Regions from separate parts of the Mus musculus genome. Here regions 1, 2, 4, 5, 6 and 7 are each linked to region 3. A link is a contact called in public ChIA-PET, Hi-C, HiCAR-type, HiChIP or PLAC-seq and promoter capture Hi-C data. All regions are on one chromosome and are shown on one strand. Each heading gives the region's core, a stretch centred on a gene start, on an enhancer-like site or on the middle of the called end of the contact. The rest is flanking DNA. Distances are from core to core; before and after follow the strand shown. Region 1 holds the start of Mpg (N-methylpurine-DNA glycosylase). Region 2 holds the start of Snrnp25 (small nuclear ribonucleoprotein 25 (U11/U12)). Region 3 holds the start of Npm1 (nucleophosmin 1). Region 4 overlaps 4930469K13Rik (RIKEN cDNA 4930469K13 gene). Region 5 holds the start of Nprl3 (nitrogen permease regulator-like 3). Region 6 holds the start of Hbq1b (hemoglobin, theta 1B). Region 7 holds the start of Sh3pxd2b (SH3 and PX domains 2B).

Region 1 (4,006 bases), core at 1,144-3,643, 940 kb before region 3:
AGACAGGCTTCTACACTACCTCCAGGTCTTGTGTAGTACTCTGCCAGCATCTGTGTGGTTAGAATCCCTGAGCTGTAAAAGGAATCTCAACGGGTACTTCCTGAACCCACAGCTTAGCTTCCAAGCACCCCACAGAGAGATGTAGAGATGGATCCTGGACACTACCTAGCTGGGGAGAAGACAGAATGGCCAAGGCTAGCCCTGTTCTAGCCCAGGCTAGACTTCAAAGGCCTGAAGTTCCAGCTATTTCTGAAGAAACCCCTTCCTCATGGTATTGGACTCAGCAAAGAGGCTCTATAAGTTCCTGGGCCAAGATCCTAGCAGCCTGACAGCATAGCTCTCCTTGGCCTGCCTGATAGCTACCCTCTCTTCCCAAGAAACAGCTAACCATAGAGGGTCCCCCACCTATAGAGACCCACTAAGGCCTGCCAGAGTAATAGCCACCACTCTGCTGAGAAGCTGCTGAAGGGTGCCAGTTTCCAAACCAGGAGCCAGCTGGCTCCAACCCAGCTCCTGCTTTGTCCATGGTAGACAGGCAACTGAGCCAGTCAGTGTGTTAAGCCCCTGAGACAGTGAAACTGAAGCCTAGAGCTAGCAGGGACTGGCAGCCCATGCCACCACGACTGGAGGCAGCTCCAGCCTTCCCACAACCCGTGGAGACACCATTCCAACCCCAACCTTGTCTCCTTTCAAAGAATCTCCCAATGGCATCTTTGTCACCAGCCAGGCAGGCACAAGGTACACTGGGCACAGAAGAGGTCCCAGGCTCCTTCCTCTTGGACATTCTTTTACTCCTGGCAAGTCTGCTGGCAAAACACAGTAGGGAAGCCCAACCCAGCACTTCCAGCCTGCAGTGGGAGCTTCGCCACAGACCAGGAAGTGGGGGGGGGAGGGGCAGACATTGCACAATCCCACACTCTGGCCAGAACATCTGGAGAATAAGATGCTGGCCTCCACCCCCGTCTCTGCCTGGGGCAGAAATCAGACTGCCCACCAAACAGAAGGAGCTTGTCATTCACCCAAAGGTGAAGTCTTCAGAATGCCCTCAACAGGGGACCAGAACCTAACTAGGGTCTCAGCTTCCCTCCTAGATTGGGAAGGGGCATTATTCTCACAGGAAAAGAGAGGCATTGTTTAGACAGAATGGCTATGAGGGATAAGGCCAACCTCGGTAGTTCAAATTTACAACATATTGCCCCCACCCCAGCCCCAGAAACTGCACAGAGTGCCACAAACAGCTGGACTGCTTCCAGCAGGCAGCAGGCAGCAGGCAGGCAGAGAGGCTGCCGCTCCCTCCCCAGGAAGTCCTAGCTGAGGCCCATGAGAGGGAATGGCTGAGCCCCAGCCAGGCCCAGAGTTCAGTCCCGGAGCTGGCCAGTAGAGTTGCAGCTGGGGACCAGAGTCCTTAGGCTAAGTGCCTTGCTCAGTTAAGGACTGAGCATATAGCAGTGACAAGCATATGGCCTCTGGCTCTGTCTAGTCCTAGATGCCAGGGTCTCAGAAATCAAACAGCTCTGACAAGCCCTGAAAGGTTTTAATAAGGCAGTGTGAATGGGGAAAGTAGGATTGTATCTGCTTTGAAACCCTTCAGACCCACATCACTCCTGGAATGGTAGAAGAGAGTGAGTGAAGTGGGGGAAGGGAGCAGCTTACCCTATCCCAAGACTTCCCTTCCCATCATCCCTTCCTTTGGGTCAGTCACTTCCCACTCGAGGAGTACGGGTGCACAACCTCATTTGAAAGGTTACAGATAGGGTGGGTGGCAAGCCTAGGTCCCAGAGAAATAATCACTAGGAGATGCCAGGAACTGTTATCCCGCTCAGCTCCTGCAGCCCTGGTCCTGCCTTCCAGCTTAGGTGGTAAGCCCTCTTCGTAGCAATTCCAGGCATTAGGGGTCCAGGGATGTAAGTGGGGATTCACTGCAGAGACAGAATTCCCTTTCCTTCCACCTATCATCTGTGATGATCCAGGGTAGGGGCCTCCAGATGGGGCAGGCATCCACTTGCTGTCAGTTCCACCATTCAGAGATAAGGTTGGGGAAGGACAGTTCTAGGATCAGAATTCAGACTGAGATTCCCAAGGCCTCATGTTTGTTCTCTACAACACCCAACACACCCTCTGTGGCCCACCCTATCCCAAGGCAGAGCCTTCTGGTCCGGGACCCTTGAAAATTCAGTCCGGGTTCAGAGAGGATGTCTTGATGGCAATCGGGCCATTGGGACAGAACCAGATCTAGAGAACCTGGGTTCCAATCCTACTGGTGAAAGGTTTCTACACTCGCCCCGCCCTGTCCCGCCCCTAGAGTCCTCGCTCCGCCTCTTCTGCAGATTCCTTCCACCCCCGCGCTACATGCCTTCTGCGCAGACGCAGGTTCCAGTCCCCGCCCTCTCCGCGCTTCCGGTGGCCTGGCCTGTGCTGGCGGCGACTAGATGCCCGCGCGCGGTGGTAGTGCGCGCCCGGGCAGAGGAGCCCTAAAACCGGTGTCCGTGACCCTGCTCCCCGACACCGAGCAGCCTCCATTTCTTGGACGAGCCCGCCGCCCAGGGAATGCCAGAGCAGGATCCCTAGTGACCGGATATCATGAGGTCGGCCAGATGCCAGCGCCGGTGAGAGGGGGCGCCGCGTCGCGGAGTCTGAGCCCACGGCGAGCTGGCACAGTGGGTCGGGCTGCAGAGACGGTCACGTCAGCATCCATTCCCGGCAGCCTGGCAGCTTCAGTCCAACCTGGATGTCAGCACAACAGATAAAAATAATGGGTCTTACCCCGGCGTAGTGGCGCACGCCTGTACTTGTGAAGTCGATGGACGCAGGAAAATCAGGAGTTCAAAGCCAGCATAGGCCACATGGGACCCTGTCCTTTAAAAGAGTAATGGCTGTTTAACTAGTCAGCTCAGCGTGGACTGAAGACAGGTCTTGGCCCTGGCCCCAGGTTCACTGCCCAGTTGTCCTTTTAATCCCCTCCTGTTGTACCACAATAGCTGAAGGATGTGGCCAGATTTCCTTGCTTTGTTTATCGGCACTTGGTAGACTAGTGCCTACTGGTCCTATAGACCCATAGACTTTTTGTCCCTGTTCCTAGTTGTTCTAATATCCAAACAGTCAAAGGACAGTTGGGGGCCAGCAGGGTTCTACCCTGAGCATTCAGAATGGGACCAGGCAGATGGTCATCTCCATGCATGCCCATTTGTGTGTCAGGTCTTGTCAGTAACAAGGTGGTCTTGTGACCTATTTTTTGAGCAGTGCCCAGACAAACTCAGTATGTTTCTCTGATAGGCCCTGCCCAGGTTCTGACTGTATTTTAATTCCTGGCCAGGATTAGGAACAAAGAACCAGGTTCCAGAAACAAGTTTCCTTGGAGATGGTGTGATTGGTGGGAATCAGAAAAACCAGCTCTTTTGTATTGGACTCAGGCACCCACCTTCTAATGCTCCTTATCCATGTCTCCCCTATGTGTAGCAGGTGTGGGCAGAGAATGCCCACCCATCCTGTCACCACTAGCAGCCTGTCATTACCTACACCTAGTCCCAAGGTCCCCTGAGGCGGTATGCCTTAGAATGACTCCCAACAGGCACCCCACTTTACAGAGAAACAGGCAGGCAGGCAGACACTTCTTTTGTTTTGTTTTGTTTTCCCATTACAGCTTTCCCGAAAGATTGGGCAAAAAAAGCAGCGACTGGCAGATTCAGAGCAGCAGCAGACCCCTAAAGAGAGACTCCTGTCGACCCCGGGCCTCCGGCGGAGTATCTACTTCTCCAGCCCAGAGGACCATTCTGGCCGGCTAGGACCAGAGTTTTTTGACCAGCCAGCAGTCACCCTAGCCCGTGCATTTCTGGGACAGGTAACGTAATACTGGAGCAGGTTCCGGGAACTGTAGTCCTGTTACTACTAGGTCTCATCTCTGTCTTGGCCTTCCTTGTGTGTGCATAGGTAGCTGCCTTGCCCATATGAGCCAAATAGTTTGACTATTATCTAGGGTCACTGCAGAGAATGAGAATATTGATAGAGG
Region 2 (4,149 bases), core at 1,539-4,038, 960 kb before region 3:
AGGGAATTCTGGTTGGCTGGTTTGTGGTTGGATGCTGTTGGTCATGTTTTGTTGGGGTTTATCAAGTAGTTATGTGCGAAGAGACGAAAAGGAGAAATTACATATCCTGATGGCCAAGATCAAACTTGCCCCAAGGACCTCGAAGCCCCTAATCAGCAGGAAGTAGTGTAATGATACCATTACTCTTTCTCCTCTCCCCTTTTTTCACTCCTACCTAGTGCTAGAGGGTTGAAAGGGTGGAAGAAGAAAAAAAAAAAAGAACCTAGGAAGTAGCCAAAAGTCAAGCTACAAGGATACTAGGTTAGCTTGCCTAATACCGTCCGGGTATTTGAACAATGGCTGTATGCACAGCCTGAGAACTGGTAGGAGCTCAGTGGTCCAAGCTGGATGCCTTAGCAGTTCTGTTCTGGTGCTAACGGCCATGAGAATCCCTAGAGAACCACTTATCCTCAGTCCATGTTGTAAGCTGAAGAAGTTGAGTCCCAGCATTGTGGGAGGATGGCCGGAGTGCTGACAGGACAGAGTGGATAACCTTGCCAACAAAACACAAAAGCAAGCCGGCAAAAGGCAAAACCTTTCCCCTCCGACTGCTTTATACTAATATCTAAGCTGCCAGGAGAAGACTTGATCCACACTCAGGGTGAGTCTTTCCGTTTCAATTAATGTAATCAAGAAAATTCCATATACCAGAATGGCCAAGTAGTTAAAGAATCAGATTTAAGAAAGTCCATCACAGGGATGCCTAGAGGTTGACCCATCTAAATAACCCCTCACAGATGCACCAGGCGCTTGTCCCATGGGCGATTCCCTGTCTTGTTGACAGTCAATATTAATCAATACAAGTCCACCCCTTGTAAACTTGACACCCAGACACACATCCTTATGCCATGCTTAATTTCCAAGTGAAGACACATTCATAATTTTGCCTACAATAACTAACTGAGCCCAACCACAAGCACACTACCCTACCCTCAAAATAGGCCAGAGTTCCTTTAATGCTTAGTCTTTTGGTGTCCCCAAGGGCAAATATAATTATGTTTACAAGGCTTAATAACTGATACTCTGGTTCACAGATGTGTATGCATGTGGGAATATGGAGCTATAGAAATATAGATATAGGTATGAGGTAGAATGGTAGGACATGAAAATCGTGATGGCCTAGAAAGGAAAACATGGGAAAGGAAAGATCTGGCTTGCTTTTTCTGCTGATAAAGGCAGAAAACTAATAGACATAGCTGATAAAGCCAAAATTGCCTGAAACAGTTCATTTGAGAGAAGATATCTCAAACAAAAATGTCAAAGACAAATAAATTGTGCTTACTTATGGCCACATTAATCTATACTGTAGATTTTCTGTTTATTTTTGTTTTGAGAAAGGGTCTCACTATGTAACCTGTTCCTCTTACTTTCTTCTTTATCTCTGCTGTGCAACTCTCCTGGGCTTTAAACCCTTTCTCCTGCCTCAGTCTCTCCAAGTGCTAGGATTTTCTCCAAGTGCGTACAACAAGCTTGGCATAGGGGATAAGAGTTTTAAGTAGGATAACCATGATTGAGGGAGGGAGGGAGGGAGGGAGGGAGGGAGAGAGGGAGGGAGGGAGAGGGAGGAGAGGGAGAGAGAGAGAGAGGGAGGGAGGGAGAGAGAGAGAGAGAGAGAGAGAGAGAGAGAGACACGGTTGTTGTTCTTCCAGAGGGCCAAATTTGATTCCCAGCACTCACACGATGTTTCTCAGTGCCCAGAAGAAATACACGCCGAAAATGACCCATACACATAGGATTTTAAAAATGAGGCAAGTGATTAAAGTAGCTATCCAGGGAATGTGACGGGAGCAAAGAAAAAAGAAAAAGCCCACAGTGCTGCCTACACAGCGTCCTCATAAGAACAGTTGTTACAGGGACTGGTGGTGTAAAAGAACACGAGGACTAGAGATCAGCGCATGGCAAGGCTGCCCTTGACAGCTCCGAGGACCACAGGTCCCGCCTAGATTTGTTTTGTTTAGACAACTTCCCTCTGTAGTCCCTGCTCTCCCATACAGACCTAGCTCTCGATTCAGATCCAACTGCCTCTGCCTCCTGTGTGCTGAGATTAAAGGTGTGTGCCACCAAGCCAAAGCTTCACTTCACTTTTTATTCTATTTGTGTGTGTGTGTGTGTTGGAGTTGGAGTTGGTTTTTGTGCGGGGAGGGGGTTGGTGGGTTTTTTGGTTGGTTGGTTGGTTGGATTTTTGAGACAGGGTTTCTCTGTATAGCCCTGGCTGTTCTGGAACTCACTCTGGCCAGGCTGGCCTCGAACTCAGAGATCCGCCTGCCTCTGCCTACCAAGCGCTGGGATTAAAGGCGTGCACCATCATGCCCGGCTTCCACCTTACTTTAAAGTGGACCTTTTAGGCAATTTTTTGGAATGGAGCCCATGGCATAATCTCAAGTGACTGCGAAGCGACCTGGCTGGGGCAACAGCACGCGAGTGGCAACGGCAGGCCCCAGGCAGCAGGAGGCGCCCGCCTCCCAGCGTCACCTTGTTGGGTGATGCCGTGCACGGGGACAGGTGTCTTGCGCGAAACGATAGCAACGCTGGCCTTCCTTGACAACCAGCCCAGACCGAAGAGAAGCTCAGCAGCGGGGAACAGAATAGCTCGTAGCTCCCGCGCCGCTCGCACCACCAACGTGACCTGCTCTATCCAGCCAATAACCTGCTGTCTGCACGCTCCCAGCCTCCCGAAGACTCGCACATTTCATTGGCTACTGAAGCCACGCAGTATACCATTGGCTAAGCTATCTCGTCGGGGCGGGACACAATCACTGCGCACGCGCCTTTTGCTTATCAACCTGGAAGGCAGGGCAGGCTGGAGGAGCGCCGGAAAGCAACACTAGTCTAGTAGTAGGCAGTCCTGGAGGACCCGGAGGCTGAGGATCGGCCGGAGGTGCCGGAGGACGACGAGGATGATGAGGAGACATTGCCCCATTCCGAGGCTGTGGACGTGTTCCAAGAAGGTCTCGCCATGGTGGTGCAAGACCCGCTGCTCTGCGACCTTCCGATCCAGGTGCGAGACAGGGCTCTGGGGTGTGGATGGGCGCTGGTGGTCCCACCAGAGAAAGACGCTTCTGCGCATAAGTGGAACGCTTAGGGTGAGGAGCCCCTCTGAGCCGTGAAGTTTGAATTAAACAAACACTAAGATATGAACTCAGGATGAGTGTGACAAGTCTTTTCCTTTTGCCTGAAACTTCAGTATGCGTGACTTAGTAGTTAATGTATTCTTTAACCTTGCCAATCAAAGGTGTTTTTATTTAACGTCTGTGTGCGCACAGAACTGGGAGCCAAACTGAGAACCTTTCGAATGCTAAATAAGTGCTCTACCACTGAGTTACACAAGTTTATTTGTACTTCCCTCTGTGTTTTATTAAAACATCTCTTGTCTGGCCAGACCTTTAATCTCAGCACCCGGGATGCCGAGGCAAGGGAATCTCTGTGAGTTTGAGGCCAGCCTGATACATTGAGAGCTCCAGGCCAGCCAAGGGTCTGGAGTAGTGGGTCTCTGCCTCAAAACAAACAAAAGACATTTTGTTATCAAAGGTTTTAGGTAGCCGGTCAGTTGCACCCTGGACCTGAGGTACAGGCCTGGAGCCTCTTGATACAATACTCTCAGGATCGCCAGGCCCAGTGTTAATTGAAAATCCTAACACACAATAGGTGTCTTAGTCAGAGTTTTACTGCTGTGAACAGACAGTGTGACCAAGGCAACTCCTTTTTTTTTTTTTTCCTTTAAAGTTTATTCAATACAACCTAATCTCCAACTTCACTGAGGTGGCTGACCACGTGGACTCTTATAAGGACATTTAATTGGGGCTGGCTTACATGTTCAGAGGTTCAGTCCATTATCATCAAGGCAAGAGCATGGCAGCATCTAGGCAGGCATGGTGCAGGGGGAGCTGAGAGTTCTACATCTTCATCTGAAAGCTGCTAGCAGAATATTGGCAGCAAGGATGAGGGTCTTAAAGCCCAAGCCCATAGTGACACACCTACTCCAGCAAGCTACACCTATTGTAACTGGGCCACACCTTCTAATAGTGCCACACCCTGGGCTGAGCATATGCAAACCATAACAGTAGGCAAGCTTGGTTCCCTTTTTTGATCAGGGCCACTGACAGGTAGGTA
Region 3 (3,922 bases), core at 1,267-3,766:
TGATAGCAATTAAAGATGCTAGGGAAATTGTCTTGTCTGACCAGGACAAGCATTCCATGGCAGATGTGCAAAGATACAAATGTTTAAAATATTAAAAAAGCTAGCCTATATTGAAAACTATGACAAAAAAAAACCTACCTACTAGATGCTGTCCACTAATGTGCACAGGCCCTGAACCACACTTCAACCGTAAGACCACAGGTGGTGTAATTTCAAAGCCCCCTAGGGAAACCTAAAAATAAGAGTTTTACAACAGATATTACCAGCAAGTTCTACAATGAAATAAACCTATTTATAATAGCAGCAGAAATAATCTTGGTAAAAGATACGTCTTTGCAAAACCTAAATGACACTGACCCCAAATGACGCAAGAGACCTGAACCAACATGAAATCCAAAATTTAGAAATGTACTTACTGTTGGTTGTACAGACATTTTCAAAGTTGCCAGTGTTACTTTAATTGGACTGCCTTCATAGTTCATTGCTTCTGCCTCTACGATGTGTAACTCATCTTTTGCCCCTGCTCCTAAACTGACCTGTGAATAAAAATGTTTCAAAGAAACTTTTAAAGTGGCTTTTCACCACTACTGACGAAAAGAAAACTAGTCATCTCACCATTAGAATTAGAATTGAAGCGTTTCACAACAGAATTACCATATACACAACTGTTCCTTTAAATGAATAAAGCTGGCAGATTAAAAACAAGCACTGTTCTACAAAGCACCTATCTAGCACCTTGGAGTGACCAAGCTATACAAAATTACAAGTGACAAAGATCCCCTATCTTTTCTGGGATTAAACTCCTAGTTCATCAGTAGGAAATGTCTGAAATGTTTTTAAGTTTCAGAGCTTACATACCGTTCTTAATGACAACTGGTGCTCATTTTCATCATTATCCACTTTAAAGTGATAGTCTTTGTCAGCCTTTAGTTCACAGCCTGTATGTAAGACAAAAACAAGAAAGCAAACCTAGCAATGATACTTACATCAAAACCCAAAGCCTAAAGTTCTGTGAAATCAACTCAAATGAAACATTAAAAAAAAAAATCTTTAATTTTCTCATAGTACTAACTACATTGAGGCAACATTGCTGGTTTCCACAGTAGACTTAATGAGTCTCTTTAAAGTAGTATGGTGAAATCGGTATAAACACTACTAGAATTAATGAACGAGTGGCAGAGTTCACTGTTCCTTTAATCTCAGGACTGTTAAAAAGCTAAAACGTGAATCACTGAAAAACAAACTGATTCTTTTAAACAAAAACTGGGTGTAGGGTAGGCAGCAAGACTATAGATGTGATCCCCAAAAGCCTTGATGCTAAAGCGAATCTTGTCTGTTCAACAGATCCTTCCCTCTCCCCACCCCAAGAAAAAGTAGTTCTAGATAGAGCCAGGTAGATGATTTAAGGGTACTCCTAACATTAAGCCACGTGGGCCATCAGTACAGCTATCTGCAACGTGATGCTGACTCCGCCTACCAGAGGCAAATTAAAAAGGGGGGGCTCCATCACTGTGGATACTGAAAGATATGAACAAAGATCTCAAAAACCCATACGCCACGGGCTATGAAATAAACATTTCCCTCCCAGAACTTTTAACTAAGCCACAAGATCCCACGGCTGAAGGTTGGCTAGAGTCGGAGAGCCCGGATGTAGAGCCCACACCCCCTCCCTAACCCCCAACCACGTGGCAACCACGTGCTCCTAGGGGTTGCTGCCCCTTCTGCCTCAGGGCGCCTGCTCGGACCATTCCCCGTTACTGGGCGAAGCCCTCGGTCGCCACAGAATACAAGATGCGGCCCCTGGAAAGCCCAGCGCCTGCAGATGTATCCTCCCCAACAGGGCGGAGGTAGGCCTCGCCTCGCTCCACAGGCCCCTTTCTCCCGTGCCGCCTGCCGTGGCTCAACACAAGAGGAAAAAAAGGAGCTCGGAAGCGACCGTGCGGGCTTTCGTGCACAGGAGAAACGCCTCTCAAGTTCGCGCCACAGGCAAGGTCGCACCCTCGCCGGCCGGCCGGCCGCTCCTAACACCCGAGGCTACAGGCTGGGCCGCTCCCGCCCCATTTTCCGGCGGCTTTCCTAGTGTTCAGGCCGCTGCTTCTAAGGCCTGGGAGATTCCTCCTTGCTCTCCGGCCTCCACCTACGCCGCGTTCCCCACACGCCAGGCCTCGGCTGGGCTCCCGCCCCCCCCCCCATCACCAGGCCCTGCACACGCTTCCCCCTCCAGTCAGTTACCGAAAAGGTAGTTCTGAGGCCTAAGAGGACTCATGTCCATATCCATCGAGTCTTCCATGAGGTGGAGGCGCGCACTTCGGTGTGGGAGAAGCCGGACGGAAAACAACTGCCTCCTGTTCCACAGAACAGACGCGCAGGACGGAATCACGCCAAGGAAAGGACGCGGGCTCTCCGCACGTATATATGGTCGCAGGAGATCTCGCGAGATCTGCGCTAGTCCTGCCTCCGCGAGCCTCCTCTGGATCCCTCCCACTCCCCGCACAGTCGCGCTTTTGCGCGTGCGCCTTTCATCCTCACGCCTAGGTACCTCGCCCCCCTCCTCCTCCAGGTGCTTGGCGGGCTCTCACTGCGCACGCGCGTTCGTCTCTGGCCCCGTCCCTCCACTACTGTCGCCCAAGCGCAGGCGCGTTTTCTCTTTGTGGCCTCGCTCTGGGTTTTCAGGGCTTCCACGTCTTCTCCGCTCGTGCTCGCGGGCCCAGGGCCGAGAGCGTGCGCAGCCCACCCTGAAAGATGGCGGCTGCAGCCAGGGAACCACAGAGCGTCTCTTTTCTCCACCCTCCGTTCCCCGTAGGCCTGGAACAAGCATAATCACCTCAGGATTTGGCTTGCTCGAAGGCTTGCTCTTCGTTTTCACGTAGCTTCAGGAGCCCAGGGCGGAGTGGCTGGATCTAGGCTACTTTCCCCGCAGCCATGCTTTTGCACCTCTTTTCTGAGGCAGCATTTTCAAAACGAAAATTATCAGCTTTATGTCATTTGGGGACCAAAGAGAAACCCAGTCAGTCGCCTCCAAAGAGCATCTTTCTAAAACTTTAGAGCGTGCAGAACTGAGAAAACGCAGGCCGTCTTCATCATTCCAAATGAAGGCCTATCGCTTTTTTAGAAATTCATGAGCCTTAATACGAATCTTCGGCTGGGAATTAGCGCTTTAAAATGAATCCTGACGAACATCCCTCAGCGTTGGGTGCTTTCTGACAGCGGCCCTAATCTTTTTATCTCAACATGGAGCTAGCATATTTAAGAATTTGGGGGAGGAATGTAGATAATGGTACCAATGTTTGTAGACTCCAGAGACGTGTCAGATATAAATGCATGTGAGCCCATTACGTATCAAATCCTAAATTCGGAGATATCTGTCAATATGTGAATTTCAGTTTGCAACTATAAGGAAAAAATCATGAAACTTGGAAGAATTGTGTGTGTAAATAAACAGAGAAAAAAAAAAAAAAAGTCGGGCGTGGTGGCGCACGCCTTTAATCCCAGTTTGCGGGAGGCAGAGGCAGGCGGATTTCTGAGTTCGAGGCCAACCTGGTCTACAGAGTGAGTTCCAGGATAGCCAGGGCTATACAGAGAAACCCTGTCTCGAAAAACCAAAATAATAATAATAATAAAATAAACAGAGATAGACTGGGTATAGTGTGGGAAAGAACGGGTGAACAGAATTTGACCATCCAAACTGAGAAGGTGCAGGAGGAAGCATTGATACCCCTTGAGCCTGTGCAAGCCAGACAGTTTGATTGTTTCTGGATTCTGAAGCTTATTTAAATGCAGCTCATGCTGGTTTAATCCCAGCACTCTGGAGGCACAGGCAAGTGGATCAGGAGTTCAAGACCAGTGGTCTACAGAGCAAGTTCCAGGATAGGCAGGACTACACAGAGACTCAGTTCTTCCTGCCTCCCCGAAACTTTAGGTG
Region 4 (4,054 bases), core at 1,020-3,519, 850 kb after region 3:
TGCTTTAATTAATTAATTGCCTTGATTAGTTTGGCCATGATGATTTGGGTCCGTGGTCTTTTTCCCATCTTTGGGGTTAGCGGGACCCAAGCAGAAGAGTGGAGAAAGAGAAAGAGCCAGCACATGGCAGGGGAGAAACAGATAACACAGGGAGAAGCCAAGCCACGGAAGGCATCTCTCTCATAACACAGGGTAACGAGTGTGGCAGGAAGCTTTTCATCCCACAGACAGATTAACTGAGGAGGTTCGATAGCAACCCTAGAAAAAGACAGGCTTTCTCGAAAAGGGGAAGTCAGACGCAGTAGCACCCGGAAGTGAAGTCCGGACTCCTCTCCTCTTTCTTCCTGCTGGAGGAACTGATCTAGCCTCTGAGGCCCAAACTGCTTGAACCTGTGGACATGTGGTCCAAGCGGCTGCCTGTGGTGCCTGAAGGTGGTGCTTCCACAGCCCACGCTGGGATCCACTGGACACGCATCGCCCCAAACCCACTTTAGTCAAAGATCACAAACTGACACAAACATCTTCACAGCAAATGAACAAATAGGCTCTAACCTGGGGCAAAGGTGTGAATTCAGGGCTCCAGAGAAGTCTGGTACTGCTTCCCTAGGCTCGCCTATGAGGAGCTGACTGCACAGGGCCAAGGTGAGAGACGCTTCAGCCACAGAGCACAGTCCCATAATCTCCTGGTAAGAATCGTGATGTCATGATATGGTCCAAGATGAAACGTTGGGGTTTTTATCACACCCAGACCAGCTGAAGGCTTGTAGGCTAATTGATGTTTAGCTTTGCAGAAGGCAAGTTACGTTTTCTTTGTTAAACAGACTTTCCTTTAGCTGTAGTCGAAGAGGTGAGGCGAATGAGAAGCTACTCTGCCCTCTGCTGGGGAGGAACTGCAATGTCTCAGTTAATAGCAACCGAGGAGCTAGGACTCCTGCCACCTGGGTTTGCAGGTTATCTGAGTGGCTAACCGGACTGTGGCCAGGTCTTGTTCTGGAAGCATCTTTCTAAAACATCTTGCTTTCTGTTCTTCACTGTGAGTTTGTCAGGATCAAAACCAAGGCAGCTTTTGCCATTCCTGACCAAAAAAAAAAAGAAGAGAAGAGAAGAGAAGAGAAGAGAAGAGAAGAGAAGAGGAGGGGAGGGGAGGGGAGGGGAGGGGAGGGGAGGGGAGGGGAGGGGAGGGGAGGGGAGGGGAGGGGAGGGGAGGGGAGGGGAGGGGAGGGGAGGGGAGGGGAGGGGAGGGGAGGGAAGGAAAAAGAAAAGAAACCATAGCGGAGACTTGTAAAGGCAACAGTAACGATCACTCAGTCAGAACCGCAGCTTTGCACAAAGGCCACCATGACCCTACATAAAAACGTTTCTCCAGAGATACCTGCTCAGCCACTTCCTGTCACCCACAGACTTCCATCACCCTGGCTAGTAATTCTCATGGCCAAAGTGGATTGTATTATAATATCTTCTTTACGTATCTTCAAATTTTGCCTTCAGAAGCCTTGAATCCACACACACAATGACCTGTACAGTCTGGCGGCCAGTTCTCTGTTGTGCCTAAGTTGTTGTCATTGTGCTCGTGGAGGCTGTCTGCCACTGGGCAAGACTGTGTGTCGTCTCTGGTGGCTCATGTGTGTCCCCAGAAAACCTCTGGGAGAAGTTCTTTCTAGCAAAACTTCAGCTAAGAATATCTGTTTCTAATGTTTCTTTTCTCCCCCAAAACCGGGCCCAGGTTTCTCTCTGATCTCTAGGTTCAGGAAGGTGTCTTTTGTTGACTGGTGACTGTTTGAAACTCTGTCTTCCTGTGGTTTCACCAGCCGGTGCTGTTGTTTTCCACTCTCCTGATGCTGGGATTGGCGCAATGCTCTCGGCCCACCCTGTGACTCAGTGGTGGAGAGAGGGCTCTGCTTCCTCAAGGAGCTGCTAAGAGTATTGGTCAACCTCACTATCACCAGGGAGTGTCTCTGAGGTAGACTCTGAGTAGCCTAGGAGGGAGGCTGCCAGCAGAACTGACCCCCGCCCCCACACCCCAGGCCAGCAAGCAGGTCAGAGCTGCAACTGCTTCTAGACTCCTCACTGCCTACCCTGTGAGCTGAAGGACCAGGATGGCAGGAGGCACATCGAAGCGTTTGCACTGGAGAAAGGAAAGGAATCAGAAGAGGTCTGATCAGAACCTTCATGACAGTTCACCTCCCTGTCTTCCAGGGAACCACAGGGCCAGCCCCTAAGGGCGGTCACCTCCCCAGCAGGCCTCATCTCCTCTCCCACTGTGATGCAATGGAGGAAAGAGTGTCCACGTCATTCTCTTCTCTGCTTAGATTGTCCTGATGTGGGCCAAGGAGAGCACTGACAGTCCTCACCACTTCCTTCACAACCTGGGGTTTTAGGAACGTGGGATGGGCTGAAGAGGGAGGCAGGGGGGGCTGGAGGGTGCTGTGGGGCTCCTTCACCTTCTCTCTCCAAAGGCTGCTGCTCCCAGGGAAAGTTTGGAAACCTCAGAGCAATTGAGGTGCCAAATATTAATGGCATGCTCCCCTTCCCATGCCCTATCGTTGAATGCAGATACAAGAACCTCCTTCCTACTCTGACTCTGCAGACTCTTGTAAAGGACCCCCTGCTGCTCACATTCCTTCTCTGCTAGCCCAGCTGCACCCATAAGTCCCAGGCCCTGCAGATTTCAAGACCTTGACTGGGGAAACAACATCCTTTCTGGGAACAGGGAACATGCTCCTCCCAGACTGTCAAACAGTTGTCGGGTGGGAATTTCCCTTGGGGTTAGGACCACATCTTCTCAGTAACTTCCTCTGGCCTCAAACAGTACAAGTCTTGTGCCCCAAACAAAATGGAATTGCCTGTGACTCATATCCAGCCCTAGCTTTTGAGAAATCTACTTCCTGAGGTTGGGGGCTGGAAGTGTAGAAGTGAGTGTGTGCATGTGTGCTGAGTGAGAGAGCGCGTGTGCTCTGGGAGTCTTCCAGAGGAAGCAGCTGCATTCTAGCGTCTGGGCTGGGGAATTCTAGCTTTAAACCATCTGTTTTCTTACAAGGTTGTCCTCTGGCACCTCCCAAACATGTCTAGACATTTTACCTTTATTATTATTTTTTTGTTTTGTTTTGTTTTATTTTATTTATTTATTTATTTATTTATTTATTTATTTATTTATTTATTTATTATATGTAAGTACTCTGTAGCTGTCTTCAGACACTCCAGAAGATGGCATCAGATTTCATTACGGATGGCTGTTAGCCACCATGTGGTTGCTGGGATTTGAACTCAGGACCTTTGGAAGAGCAGTCGGTGCTCTTAACCGCTGAGCCATCTCACCAGCCCCTTACCTTTATTATTATGAGTTATTTATTTACATGCTTTTGGTAGTGTGCGTTCATGTATATGCATGTGCAGACATGTGTCAGTAGAAATGTAGAAGTCAGCTTATCACTTCTTTCTGTCTACCATGTGGGCACTGGGAATTGAACCCAGGTCCTCAGCCTTAGCAGCAAGCACCTTTACCCACTAAGCCATCTCACCACTCCTCTATTTATTTTCTATTTTCTGTGTATGGATGCTTTCCCCTGTGTATATATGTGCACTGTGTGTGTGTGTGTGTGTGTGTGTGTGTGTGTGTGTGTGTGTGTAACTGGAGTCACAGATGGTTGAGAATTGGTGCTGGGAATTGAACCTAGGTCCTCTGTAACAGCAATAGTGCCCATCCCTTCCCTCTCTTTTTATTTATTTATTTTTCTTAAGGAGAAGAAAAACAAAGTAGAACTACATGAAAACAGAGAAGAAGCAGGCCATGTACCCCTGAAGTAAATTTCCCACAGGCAGTGGGAATGGAGAGATGTCTGTAAGGCAGCCTGCAGTCTGAGGCTTCGAGCCTCTCAGTTCTCAGCTCCCTCATCAGTCTTGGATTCCATGCCCAGTGGAGAAGAAGCCAGAGGGCCCTCTGTGAGGGCGCTGCCACTTGCTTAGGAGGCAGCCCTGCTGGTGTTGGCCAGGGTATGTTCTGAGGGAATCAGGTTTGAAGCTGTTTTCGTTTTGCATATTGTTATTGCTGCAACAA
Region 5 (4,000 bases), core at 1,318-3,817, 900 kb before region 3:
GCTCACTTGAAATCCTACCACTCCAGGAGCAGAGAAGGTAGGCGCCACCAGTTTAAGGCTAGGCTACACAGTAGACTAGCTACACAGTAAATCCCAAGCCATCCTGGAATACAGAGTTAAACCCTGACTCAAAACAACAAAGTAACACCATCATCGCCCAGAGCAGAAGGCCTTGCAGATAAGGAAACTCAGAAACCACAAGAGACTACACTGAAACCATGACACCATAAAAATCAAAATTCTGGCAATAACTACACAGAAATAGCAAAATGGCTACCTATTGTGACCAAAAAAAAAAAAAAAAAAAAAAAAAAAAAAAAAAAAAAAAAAGGAAAGAAAAGGATTTTGTTTTGTTTTGTATGTTTTTCATTATTTTTTTTCAGACAGGATCTTACCATGTGGCTCTGACTAATCTGGAAGTCACTATGTAAACCAAGCTGGCCTGGGACTCAGAAATATGTGCCTGCTTCTGTATCTAGAGCGCTGAGATTAAAGACATTCACCACTCCTGGTCCAAAAGTCTTACTTTTAAACTTAAATATATAAATAATTCTTTCAAGTCTATAAAGAAAAAACAATTCAAGAAAAAGTCAGACACAGGATATGAATTCTCTGAAAGGTGAATCCAAACAGCTCCGGAAAGAGAAAAACAGGCGTGTTCCCAATACCACCTTGCACCATAAAACTGTCAGACACAGCTTCCTGCCAACAGTCTAATAAAGACTAAAAATTAATCGGTTTAAAACATGATCATGAGCCCTCAGACTCAACCACATGACTCAAGGCTGGTCTGTTCCTAAAAATATTCTATAAAAGAATAGTTTACAGAACGGACATGCACAGTTTATGTGGTTTTTGTTTCAGTTGGGTGGTAGTATTGGGGCATGGGTACATGGCCTACAAGCACAGGTGAAGGCCAGAGCAAAATGTAAAGTGTCCTCCTTTCTCTGTATCTTACTGTCTCGAGGCAGGGTCTCTCACGGAATCAGCTTACCCTTCAGGCTAGGCTGGCTGGCCAGGGAGCTCTTGATCAACCCATCTCTATCAGTCAGTGATGACATTACGCACACCACAGCCAAGCCAGTCTTTTTACATAAGTGCTGGGAATTTAGGGGTCTCATGCTGGCAGAGCCAGTGCCCAGCCTGAAAAGACTGAAAACTACTGCCCTCAACAGGGGCTGGACGAATAAACCAGAGTACGCTCATCTCATGGACTTCACTGCAGTCATTAATAAGAACAAGGTGGCTGGCGGCGGTGGTGGCCCAGGCCTTTAGTCCCAGGACTCAGGAGGCAGAGGCAGGCAAATCTCTGAGTTCAAGGCCAGCCTGGTCTACAGAGTGAGTTTCAGGACAGCCAGGACTACACAGGAAACCTGTCTCAGGGTGAGGTTGAACCTGTTTAAGACATAGACATAAAGTACAGAAGAAAATGAGCAAAAAGACCATCCGGTCTATTTCAATATATATATATATATATATATATATATATATATATATATATATATATATATCAGGGAAAAAATGGGCCATGTAGTTCCTTTTGTACTTGGAATGTGTGCTTTGCTTGTGTATAAACAGATTTGGAAAATGGTGACGATAGTTGCCCTTTAGGGGGATGAGGGAGGGGGTTCTGAGAGCTTGGTACCATCTTTATGTTTTTATAACTTAAAACCCTTTGTATTATATTAGCGAGCTTTAAAGAACACTGCCTACAGAGGCAGGCTATGCCTGATCCATGCAGCAGTGTACTGCGACTAGACAGGAGTTATGTGCTCAATAACTCCAAGAACCTTCAAGGCGGATGCTACAAAATAACAAATGAGTGTCCTGAGATTCTCTGAGGGGCTCGGGGAAAGGATGATGCTGTATTTTATTTTTTGGTGGGTACACTTTCAGAGTTTATATACAGGAGGGATGATTATCAAGATGGTGAGCAGTTATCCACAATGGGCATGGACCAGAGTTCAAGATCAACTTCAGACCTTAAAGTCGCTTATATTTTCTAAAATAACTTATAAATTCGTGTCTGTGCTTGTAAAATCTGGTGTCTTTCTGGATTTGTCTGGAGAAATGGCTGGCCTTGGGCTCATGGCAATACCCCGGCCTCCGCGTCCGGGGCGCTGGGATCCCAGATGCGCACCACTGCTGGAGCTGGCAATTCTTACGCATTTTTATTTCATGGGCTGGAGACTCAGGAGTCGTGCCGCGGCCCCTCTCCTCCTCCTCCTCCTCCGCACTGTGCACTGCGCGTGGCGGGGCGGGTGACCGCCAGGAGCCACTTACTTGTCTGGGACGCGGGGTGCTCCTGGCTCCTCTGGAAGGGGTACCTGAAGAGCAGCTTATTGCCCCTGCTGCCCGAGCTCACCAGGATCACGCTGATGGGGCTGGTATTGTCCCCCATCCTGCGGGAGCCCGGGCGTGCGCCTGAGAGGAACTCGCGTAGGGACCGCAAAAGCCGAAGGCAGGCGCCGGGCCCGCAGGGACACGGAGGAAGCCGGCACCTCGGCCTCGGCGCTCACTCTCGCGAGACTTCGCCGAGCGGCGCTCCACAGCCCCCGCGCATGCCCGGACAGGCGACTGCGCCGGCGCGACGCCTTGGCTGCACTCTAGTAGCTCGCTAGGGAAAGCTGTCTGCAGTTTAAAGTCATACACTTGATTTAACCAGAGCGTATAAACTTTAAACTGTAAGAAAGGCAGGAGCGGTGGTCTGGATTGTACTAGCCTGCTCATCACATAACAATCATGTTTTCAAACTTTACAAAGAGAGAAAATAGTCGTATTTCAACCTCCCCCTCCCCGCCCCCCAACTATTACTCAATGAGAAGGTACCATTTGAATATTTGCCAGTGTCTGAGAGTTGCACTTATGTTTGCCTTTTGATGGTTTGGATGTGTGATGTGAAAGGAATGACTTTAACTCATTTTGCAAGCCTTTATCCCAGTCATGTGTGATTTGAGTGTTGTGTGAGGTCAGGAGTAGGAAGGGGCTGGGAGGGAAGCAGACAGAGAGATGGAACCAGGTGCCTGGGATGGGTCGTGGGACCTTCCCACGGAACCAGCGGGAGTGCATAGGGACCGGGGCACTTGAGCCAGGCAGGACTGTGGTCCAGGTTTTCCCTCTTACTCCCCCGGGCCATTCTGCCACTTGATTAGCCAGAGCCTTGGGACCCCAGTGGTTGCCTCTGAGATAGGAAGACCTAAACCAAGGAGCCCAGAGTTTCCCCAACTATGATCTCTGGACCCATTTTTTGCCAGCAACCTTCACAGGAGTATTCACAGTATAATTTTCTATGTAATTAATAGTGACAGCCAGGCTCAGTGGTGGAGACCTGTATTTCCAGCTACTAGGGAGACTAGGGTAGCAGGATAGGAAGTTAAAGCCAGGCAGGGCAACTCATTGAGGCCTTCTCAAAAAGGGAAAGAGATGTTGCTTGCTAGTGAGCACTTGACATTATATACGAGGCCCTGGGTTCAATCTTTTCTACCGTCACTAGCTCTGAAATGGACGTGGTAATAATGCTGCGTGTGGGGGAAATGATGAGATCCCAGTCTACAGAAGTCCACTGTACTCCCCTCTGAGGCTGCCTTACCCAATACTGACAGCACTGGATAGGAGAACCCAGGACTAACTAACCTGGGATGCATCACCTCAACTCCCAAGGTGTCCACATCATTGTGAAGAAATACCATCAGCTATTCCAGAAATCAAAACGTAGGTCACACCGTGGACTCCACTGGGGACCCCAGTTTCCCCGCCAGAAGCTGGATTTGAGCTGTTGTGAAGGAGCAGAGCCAGCCTGAGCTCTGCAGGCCATACCTTCCGACTCTGATGTTAAAGTCTTACAGAAGAGAGGCTTCATTTCAAATGTAAAACAATGTGGATTCAAGACCCCCTCTGCAGAAGTAAACCTTTGGAAACTGGAACTTTGGACCCTTGCACCCCATCCCCCAAGGTCTCCCTTAGGTAGAGTAGGAAACCATATGGGTGCCAGGCCTTATCT
Region 6 (3,709 bases), core at 400-2,899, 880 kb before region 3:
GCATACATACATACATATTAAAAACTCTACTGACCGAGGGACATCTATACACCCACAAATAATATTTTTGAACTATTGACAGCAAAGAGTAAATTTCTCATACAATGGATATAAACCTTAAAAAAATGTCAAGTGGAAGAAACCAACAGGACAAAGGTCACACAGTGCATGGCTTCATGTTTGTAAAATATCAAAACTGGGGGAATCTATAGGGACAGTAAGTAGCCTCCTGGTTGACAGAGCCTTTTGGTGGGTGTTGGATGGTTACGGGCAAGTGGGCTAGAGGTACTATTTTAGTTAGTAAAAGTTCTGGAAATGGTTATAGTGAAGACTGCACAACATTGTGGAAGAATATGACATCACTGACGTATACCCATCAAACATGTCTAAAATGCACAGGACTTTGAGCCACATGCCTCTAGTTCCAGAACATTGGAACTTGACCATAGTCACACAAAAACCCAAATAAGAACAGAATCTTTCATGTAATGATGATGTATTCACCGAGGGTGTCATCATTGCTGTCATTATTGAGATATATAATAGGCACTCTAAAGGTCATTGTCCCCAAAGGAATTTGCCCTATGATCCAGGCATATAATATTTTTCATCTACTTAATTCTCACAGCTCTGATAAGAATATATTTTTGAAACAGACTTAGATTTTATTTATTTGAAGAATTATTTATTCATTTTAACTATGTAAGTACACTGTAGCAGTTTTCAGACAAACCAGAAGAGGGCATCAGATAGTTTTGAGCCACATGTAATTCCTGGTAATTGAACCCAGGACCTCTGGATGAGCAGTCCCATCTTCTTAACCACTGAGCCATCTCTCCAGCCCCCACAGTTGGAATGTATTAAAGGGGATTTTTATCTGAAGTGGTTTAGGCAGAGTCAGGGTCTCATTATGTAGCACTGCTGGCCTGGAGTTCCATATGTAGGCCAGGATAGTCCTGAACTCACAGACATCCTTTTACATCTGCCTCCAAGTGCTAAGATTAACCTGTACCTGTGCCACAAGACCCAGATTGAAAGGGGTGTTTAATGTAGATTTAAATCTCTTTCATTTTATTTCACACGTGTGGGTGTTTGGGCTGCATGGATATCTGTGCATCTCTTGTATGACTGTGGAAGACAGAAGAGGGCTTGGATCTACCTGACCTGAATTTACAGGCAAATGTGAGCAGGCATGTTTGTGCTGTGAACCAAAGCCAGGTACTCTGGGAGAGCAGTTAGTGCTCTTAACTGCTGAGCCATCTGTCCATCCCCTTTAAATGCAGATTTAACTATGTTGATATTTAACGAAAGGAGACGTGTTCCAGGAGAAAAAAAAAAAAAAAGACCAAGTATGGGTACGGGCTCCTGACACTCAGTCCTTTTCAATAATGAATAAGAAAGGAAAACCTGTGAAGTTTCCGAACGACTCGGGAGGCAGGACGAGCCGACAGTGCCAAATGAACACTAAAATCCATTGTAATCGATAGTACATATTATATGCCAATGTGCATGCAGTAAACACTTTAAAATGTAAGGCGTGGAGGGGGAGCCCAGGGAAACAGAGGGCTCAAAGCTGAACCAGAATCTGTGAACACCTAGGCATCCTGGAACGATGCAGCGCCCCCTGGCGGCCTCTTGTGTTTCAGGACGTCTTTGAGCTCAGCCAGCGGGCAGAGCGCAAGGCTCAGTTCACTGAAGATGGCTCGGTCCCAGGATGATCAGTGGCTGGTCCTTGCGCTCTGGAAGAAGATGGGCAGCAATGTCGGAATCTACGCGACCGAGGCTTTGGAGAGGTACGCCCTCGGGCTCATCTTCCAACGGACTGCGGGGCGAAGACCGGCTCTCTGTACCTCCGGGTCCGGCTGAGCCCAACCCTGTTTTCCTACAGGACCTTCGTGGCTTTCCCCTCCACCAAAACCTACTTCCCACACTTGGACCTGAGGCCAGGCTCTAGCCAGGTTAAAGCCCATGCCCAAAAGGTGGCCGATGCACTGACTCTCGCTACCCAGCACCTGGACGACCTGCCTGCTTCTCTGTCTGCTCTCAGTGATCTACATGCGCACAAGCTCTGTGTGGACCCTGCTAACTTCCAGGTGAGTCCTGTATTGAGCTCACCCCGGGTTGCTGGAGATGTGGGTCCCTTCAAGGCTTGGTGTAGGGGAGAAATTAAGGCAAGGCGTGGCGGTTCTCTTTCTTCAGTTCTTCAGCCACTGTCTGCTGGTGACTCTCGCCAGGCACTATCCTGGAGACTTCAGCCCAGAGATGCATGCCTCCTTGGACAAGTTTCTGGGTCACGTGACTTCGGCACTGGTCTCCAAATATCGCTGAATTGGGGATACAGGGTTCTATAGTCTCCACCCATGCCCTTCCTAAAGCTCACAATGTTTGAGTAAACCTCCCCAGGGCTGCATTGTTGTCCTGGACGCAGAGGGGCACGAGAGAAATATACTCCCCGCGTCCAGTACTCCTAAACAAGGTTCCAAGAGACTGAAAGTACAGATAAGCTGGTGTCTCAGATCTCATATGGGAGGCAGCCATCCCTTGTTTGTATTGTTTTATTGTGTTTTTGCCTTTGAGATAAATTTCATGTTCTCATGTAACCCAGGCTGGTCTCTCAAATCCATACTAAAAAATAGGTTGGTTTTGAACTCCTGATCCTTCTGTTTCCACCCCTTTCTCCAAACCATCCCCCAATCCCCACCCACCTTGGTTTACCTACCATACCTGGCTCCAGAGTGGCTCTTTCTCTTTCTTTCTTTCTTTCTTTCTTTCTTTCTTTCTTTCTTTCTTTCTTTCTTTCTTTCTTTCTTTCTTTCTTTCTTCCTTCCTTCCTTCCTTTCTTTCTTTCTTTCTTTCTTTCTTTCTTTCGGTTTATTTATTTTATGTATATGAGTACACAGTCGCTGTCTTCAGACACACCAGAAAAAAGCATAAGATCTCATTACAGATGGCTGTGAGCCACCATGTGCTTGCTGGGAATTGAACTCAGGACCTCCAAAAGAGTAGTCAATGCTCTTAACCACTGAGCCATCTCTTCAACCTGGGTTCTTTTTATTTTTATTTGACCTTTTGTTTGTTTGTGTTCTGTGTTTGAGATGGGAAGGGGGGGGGGTCTCCTGTGTCAAAGTGCTCCAAGCTGCACAAATTGTAGCTAACTAGGAAAGAGACATGCCCACAGTGAATGAACTGGCTCTCGCTGCCTAGCGAGAACAGAGTAGAAAGGAAGGCTTTATAGACCACACTTCCAAAGGGTCATGGGTTGGGTGGTACCAGGAGTCCCACTGCAGCTGGAGGATCAGTCCTAGCACCTTCACATATTCTCAAGCAACAGAGGAAGCTCAGGGGTCTCCGCTGTTGGGTCCTATGACATCGAGGTACAAATCCATGCCTTTAGCCTTGGCCACATCAGTTACAGAACTGTGGCTTTGTCTCTCAGAAAGGTGATGGAAACTGAGGGCACAAGTCAGCATAAGTGACAATGTTCAAAACAATGGTGTGTGCCCCCCAGTCATCACCCTCTCCTGGGCTTCCACTCTGGTCATTCTCTAGACTCTGCTCAGATCCAGATGGGTTAGGCCTGGTCCTATTTGCAAGGCAGTCACCTGCCTGGATCCACATGGGATTCACAGTATTGATAATGCTGAATGAGGGTGTCAGTGGATGTCCAGGACACACTGGGCACTGTCCTAGAGACATTTAATCATTGAAC
Region 7 (3,666 bases), core at 1,037-3,536, 820 kb before region 3:
GAGAAAAGCACTAACCCCCTTGTAAAATTCAGCAGAGTTTAAACAGCAGAGGTCTTTTTCCTGTCATTAATCATTGGGGAAAAGCAAATAAAAGCTACAGTGAGTCACTCCTGACACCATTGAGATGGCGTGGTCAAGAACAATAGAAGAAGCAGTAAGTAAGGGGCAGGGGGGAGTGTTTGGAAAAAGCTGGGCCTCTTGTGCGCTGCTGATAGACTGGAGAGATGGCTGAGTGGTTAAGAGCATGGACTGCTCTTCCAGAGGTCCGGAGTTCAATTCCCAGCAACCACATGGTGACTCATGACCATCTGTAATGGGATCTAATGCTTGCTTCCAGCACACAGGTGTACATGAGATAGAGCCTTCCTATATATAAAATAAGTAAACAAAATTGCCACCAGGAAGACAGGCATGCAGCGCCACAAAAGAATGAGCAAATCCAGGTAGAATTACCATGCAATCCAGAACATACTCTAAAGAACTACTGAGTAAGGACTTTGAACAGACATCTGTATGTCAACATTCCCAGCAGCCTTAGTCACAATAGCCCAAGGGTGGCAACAGCCAAAGTGACCACATTTATATGAATAAAGAAAAGGAAGGGCTAGGAAACACACAATGAAAAAGTATTCAGCCACAAAAAGGAAGGAGGTTCTGAAGCAGGTAGCAAGGACGCAGATGCACCTTGTGGGTGCTTAACTAAAATGAGGCGGACACCCAAGGACAAAAGCTGCAAGGCTGAACTGTTGTGAGCGACCCAGAGTGATCCGACTCACACTCAGAAATCAGCCGGCAAGGGTGGGAGGTGGAGGATGGGGGCAAGGATGACGGGACAGGGAAGATGATGGCATTACTACAGCTACAGGCAGAGCTGGGGAACTGGGAAGTGGGAGGAGCTAGCTGATTCAGGTACATCCAACTTCTACAGTCTGTGCTTCTGCTTTGTGCAGGACATGAGAGAAACCAGCGGGTGCCTTGGGTGGCAGCTCTGCTGGGGAAGCACCTTAGGATCTGGTGCACTGGAGGGAATTACTGGGCCAGGGAGGGCCCTGGTTCCAAATGGATGCCACTCTCCACAATCTCCGAGTGGGTCAGTAAGAACAGCTTAATCAAGAGCGCCAAGAAGATAGTCCTGTGCCTGAGGCAGCACAAAGCCATCTTTGGTACAAAACTGGCTTTGGTAAAGACAATCCTCCCGCCTTGGCCTGGTACCAATCAAGTAACCCCTTCTATTAGTGAAGCCCATCCAGACCAGCCTTCAAGGCCAGAACAGCAGAAAGCACGGACAAAGAAGCCAAAAAGGCAATAGAGGGGTTTCCAGAGGGATTCAAAATAAAGTAGTCTGCAAGGCCTGCCTGGACTGACGAGAACTCTCCCTTAAGAAATTCCTCGACTGATCTATGGGTGGGGAGGTGCCTGAAGGGGAACCCCTGCTTCGTGGCTGAGAAACCACTACCTGCAGTCTGAACTTCCTATCCATGGTGTTATGTGTGTCCATCCATCCATCCATCCATCCATCCATTCATTCAGCCAGCATCTGTTAGTTACTGAGCGCCCAGCCAATGCTAGGATGAGCTAGAGAAAAGAGATGTGGAGCCACTTGTAGCTTTGCTTTGCTTAGTGTGGGGCAACCATGGGTTGGACCCACCTGCTCCATGAATCTAGAGGCTGTCCTCAGGTCCTCTGTAAAAGGCGATTAACCATCCCCTCCTGACCCCCAACTCCCAGGTGTTGTGAGATTTTAAGTGAGCATCCGTGATAATGACAGGGCACAGGGCCAGGTGTGGACTCAGTCCCCCACGGGGTCAGGGGCTTGCTACCTACCCAGCATCCCTGCTCTCTTTCACCTTCGCAGCCCTGTGCAGGGCTGCCAGGCCATTTTTGCAGTTTTTCCTCTCCCTGTCATAGACAGTAAACCCAAGAGACCTAGTGACCACCTCTCCCTGACCCCCAGCCCCCGCCCCCAGCCCTGGGGGCAAGCGATCGGATTTATAGCGACTGGCACGCCAGCGGTTCTCACACACCGAGGGGGATGGGCAACCTCCCTGAGCCCTTAACGGGAATGGAGAGCTCGAGCAAGATGCTTGGGTGCCTGGGTTTAGAGTCGCCAGGCCCGGGCGCGGGGGGCGGAGCGCGCCGTCCCGCCGGGCGCGGGGACAAAGGCCCGCGGGCGGACGTGGCCGGGCCGGGCCGGGAGGGCCCTTTAAGCAGGGTGGGCGGGCGGCGTGGAGGCGGGCAGGGGCGGGGCGCGGAGGGCGGTGGCGGCGGCGGCAAGTGCTCGGCGGCAAGGATCGCTTTGGCCCGGCCCGGCCCGCACGGCGCTGGGCGCGGAGAACGGCCATGCCGCCGCGGCGCAGTATCGTGGAGGTGAAGGTGCTGGACGTGCAGAAGCGGCGCGTGCCCAACAAGCATTATGTGAGTCGGCGTCCGCGCCACGCGGCGATCCCAGCCCCGCGCAGAACTTGTGCCCCGCGCCCTCACCGCCGTCTCCCCACGCGCCCCGGGTCCCCGCGCCCTCCCTGCTGTCTGTCTCCCCACGAGCCCTTGGTCCCTGTGCCTTCCCCGCCATCTCCCCGCTCGCCCCTTGGTCCTCGCCATCTCCTCGCGAGCTCTCGCCTTGCCCACCCGTACAAAAGTCTGGCCCCAGCCGCTGCTGCAGACTAAGACAGAAACCAGGAGAGAAACCCACGGAGCCGTGGGTCTCAGGCCACCCTCCTACCCAGAGGCGCCCAGCCTCATAGGATTAGCGAACCTAGCCCTTCATCCTTCTGTGCATGGGTCATTTGAGCGCCCCTTCCCTGTAACTTCCGCTTAACAATGTGGGAAAGTTTCCCCAGGAGTAACCCCCCTCTGTGACAGGAGAATTTTGTTTGGAGCTGCTAAGGTGTGGAGGAAATGGGTCCCTGGCATCATTTTGCAGATGGGAACGCTGAGACTCAAAGGCTGAGGATTCTCAAACGTGGACGATGGGCCTGGGGCCCACGGTGACCCTCAAGTGGGAAGTGGCCTCTCAGGCTGCTTGGGGACTTTGTTGGAGGTTGAGGTGGCCTTGGTTCCACCTCAGAGGTTCTGGGTAGTAGGACAGTGGATTTAGAGGAGGCCCTGGGGACTTCACTCCAGGTGTGAGGGGGACTGGCTTCCCTGTGGCTGTGCCAGTCCTGAAGAAGTTAACCAGGAAAGAAAAAAGCAAGAGGGAGGGAAAAAAAAATCCTAACAAAGAAGTGAGGAACAATGACTAGAGAGGGCGTTGGCTGGAGAAAGGCTGGCCAGGGGCCTCCCTGGAAGCCCCTTTGGATCTATTTGTTTAAGAGATCCATTCTTACAAAGCAGACAGCTATACATGCCTTCCCTGAGTCGCCCATAAAATTCTGAAAGGAGATGGCCGGGTATCCACTGTACTCTACAAGAAAGGGTGTGCTGTGTTCCAGTGTATTGTTATAGTCTAGGCCTTCAGTAACTCAGCCCTGGGCCAGCCAGCGGGGGGCTGCTTCCTGGACCTGTGGTATCTTTAAATAGAGCTAAGTTTTCCCTGCTTCAGAGCTCAGCTAAATTGTCTTGGTTTCCCCACCCCCACTCCCTTTCCCCCCCCCCCCCCCCTTAACTATTTCAAATGCTGCCAAGTCTTGGTTTCTTGTTGAAGCCTGTTGAGTTGCCTCTTGGGTATGG

What was found. A called contact is a pair of places that touch in the nucleus more often than the background predicts. ChIA-PET counts read pairs in DNA pulled down with a chosen protein or histone mark. HiCAR-type assays count read pairs that join an accessible place to other places. HiChIP or PLAC-seq counts read pairs in DNA pulled down with a chosen protein or histone mark. Capture Hi-C pulls out chosen DNA fragments and counts their contacts.
Region 1: a contact with region 3 is called in a Hi-C map of CD8 T cells, with 6 times the contacts expected there. The contact joins the promoter of Mpg here to the promoter of Npm1 in region 3. A contact is called at or near these places in 3 of 39 promoter capture datasets (hippocampal neurons, liver and pre-B cells), 1 of 484 Hi-C or Micro-C datasets (CD8 T cells), 7 of 115 datasets of contacts at active chromatin or transcription factors (astrocytes, embryonic forebrain, embryonic limb bud and 4 more) and 2 of 9 other capture datasets (adipose tissue and liver).
Region 2: a promoter capture Hi-C map of liver shows a contact between it and region 3, with 3 times the contacts expected there. The contact joins the promoter of Snrnp25 here to the promoter of Npm1 in region 3. A contact is called at or near these places in 3 of 39 promoter capture datasets (hippocampal neurons, liver and pre-B cells), 3 of 484 Hi-C or Micro-C datasets (cortical neurons, muscle stem cells and regulatory T cells), 6 of 115 datasets of contacts at active chromatin or transcription factors (differentiating embryonic stem cells, embryonic forebrain, forebrain and 3 more) and 2 of 9 other capture datasets (adipose tissue and liver).
Region 4: a contact with region 3 is called in an RNA polymerase II ChIA-PET map of memory CD8 T cells, with 37 read pairs. The contact joins the enhancer-like site here to the promoter of Npm1 in region 3. A contact is called at or near these places in 1 of 39 promoter capture datasets (hippocampal neurons) and 6 of 115 datasets of contacts at active chromatin or transcription factors (astrocytes, effector CD8 T cells, embryonic forebrain and 3 more).
Region 5: an HNF4G HiChIP or PLAC-seq map of pancreatic cancer cells shows a contact between it and region 3. The contact joins the promoter of Nprl3 here to the promoter of Npm1 in region 3. A contact is called at or near these places in 1 of 39 promoter capture datasets (pre-B cells), 5 of 115 datasets of contacts at active chromatin or transcription factors (bone marrow-derived macrophages, embryonic forebrain, large pre-B cells and 2 more) and 1 of 9 other capture datasets (liver).
Region 6: a HiCAR-type map of astrocytes shows a contact between it and region 3, with 3 times the contacts expected there. The contact joins the promoter of Hbq1b here to the promoter of Npm1 in region 3. A contact is called at or near these places in 2 of 39 promoter capture datasets (hippocampal neurons and pre-B cells), 3 of 115 datasets of contacts at active chromatin or transcription factors (astrocytes, embryonic forebrain and forebrain) and 1 of 9 other capture datasets (liver).
Region 7: a contact with region 3 is called in a Hi-C map of muscle stem cells, with 3 times the contacts expected there. The contact joins the promoter of Sh3pxd2b here to the promoter of Npm1 in region 3. A contact is called at or near these places in 10 of 39 promoter capture datasets (the 3T3-L1 cell line, 3T3-L1-derived adipocytes, frontonasal cranial neural crest and 5 more), 3 of 484 Hi-C or Micro-C datasets (cortical neurons, embryonic fibroblasts and muscle stem cells) and 7 of 115 datasets of contacts at active chromatin or transcription factors (astrocytes, embryonic forebrain, embryonic limb bud and 4 more).

Annotation. Positions count from the first base shown.
Region 1 is chr11:32,224,112-32,228,117 of GRCm38.p6, forward strand. It overlaps Mpg (N-methylpurine-DNA glycosylase), which reads left to right and starts at 2,394. Exons shown (of 4, transcript NM_010822.3): 1 at 2,394-2,606; 2 at 3,641-3,838. The coding sequence starts at 2,430.
Region 2 is chr11:32,202,627-32,206,775 of GRCm38.p6, forward strand. It overlaps Snrnp25 (small nuclear ribonucleoprotein 25 (U11/U12)), which reads left to right and starts at 2,789. Exons shown (of 5, transcript NM_030093.3): 1 at 2,789-3,037. The coding sequence starts at 2,996. It also overlaps a transcript of Il9r not described here.
Region 3 is chr11:33,160,690-33,164,611 of GRCm38.p6, forward strand. Npm1 (nucleophosmin 1) reads right to left here and starts at 2,517. Exons shown (of 11, transcript NM_008722.3): 1 at 2,233-2,517; 2 at 859-938; 3 at 417-536; 4 at 139-232. The coding sequence starts at 2,290.
Region 4 is chr11:34,008,127-34,012,180 of GRCm38.p6, forward strand. All of the region lies in intron 4 of 4930469K13Rik (RIKEN cDNA 4930469K13 gene), which reads right to left. Among named protein-coding and RNA genes, the nearest start is that of Gm51857, 27 kb to the left of the region's middle. Within about 2 kb of position 2,270, at least 150 of the 459 cell types and tissues checked have an H3K27ac peak or open chromatin away from gene starts, as enhancers often do. A contact at or near this core is called in effector CD8 T cells and memory CD8 T cells, where this site is marked.
Region 5 is chr11:32,265,140-32,269,139 of GRCm38.p6, forward strand. It overlaps Nprl3 (nitrogen permease regulator-like 3), which reads right to left and starts at 2,568. Exons shown (of 13, transcript NM_181569.3): 1 at 2,284-2,568. The coding sequence starts at 2,401. RefSeq lists enhancers at 82-404, 3,644-4,000, 3,807-4,000.
Region 6 is chr11:32,285,315-32,289,023 of GRCm38.p6, forward strand. Hbq1b (hemoglobin, theta 1B) reads left to right here and starts at 1,650. Exons shown (of 3, transcript NM_001033981.3): 1 at 1,650-1,793; 2 at 1,889-2,093; 3 at 2,200-2,598. The coding sequence starts at 1,699. The coding sequence ends at 2,328.
Region 7 is chr11:32,345,554-32,349,219 of GRCm38.p6, forward strand. It overlaps Sh3pxd2b (SH3 and PX domains 2B), which reads left to right and starts at 2,287. Exons shown (of 13, transcript NM_177364.4): 1 at 2,287-2,415. The coding sequence starts at 2,341.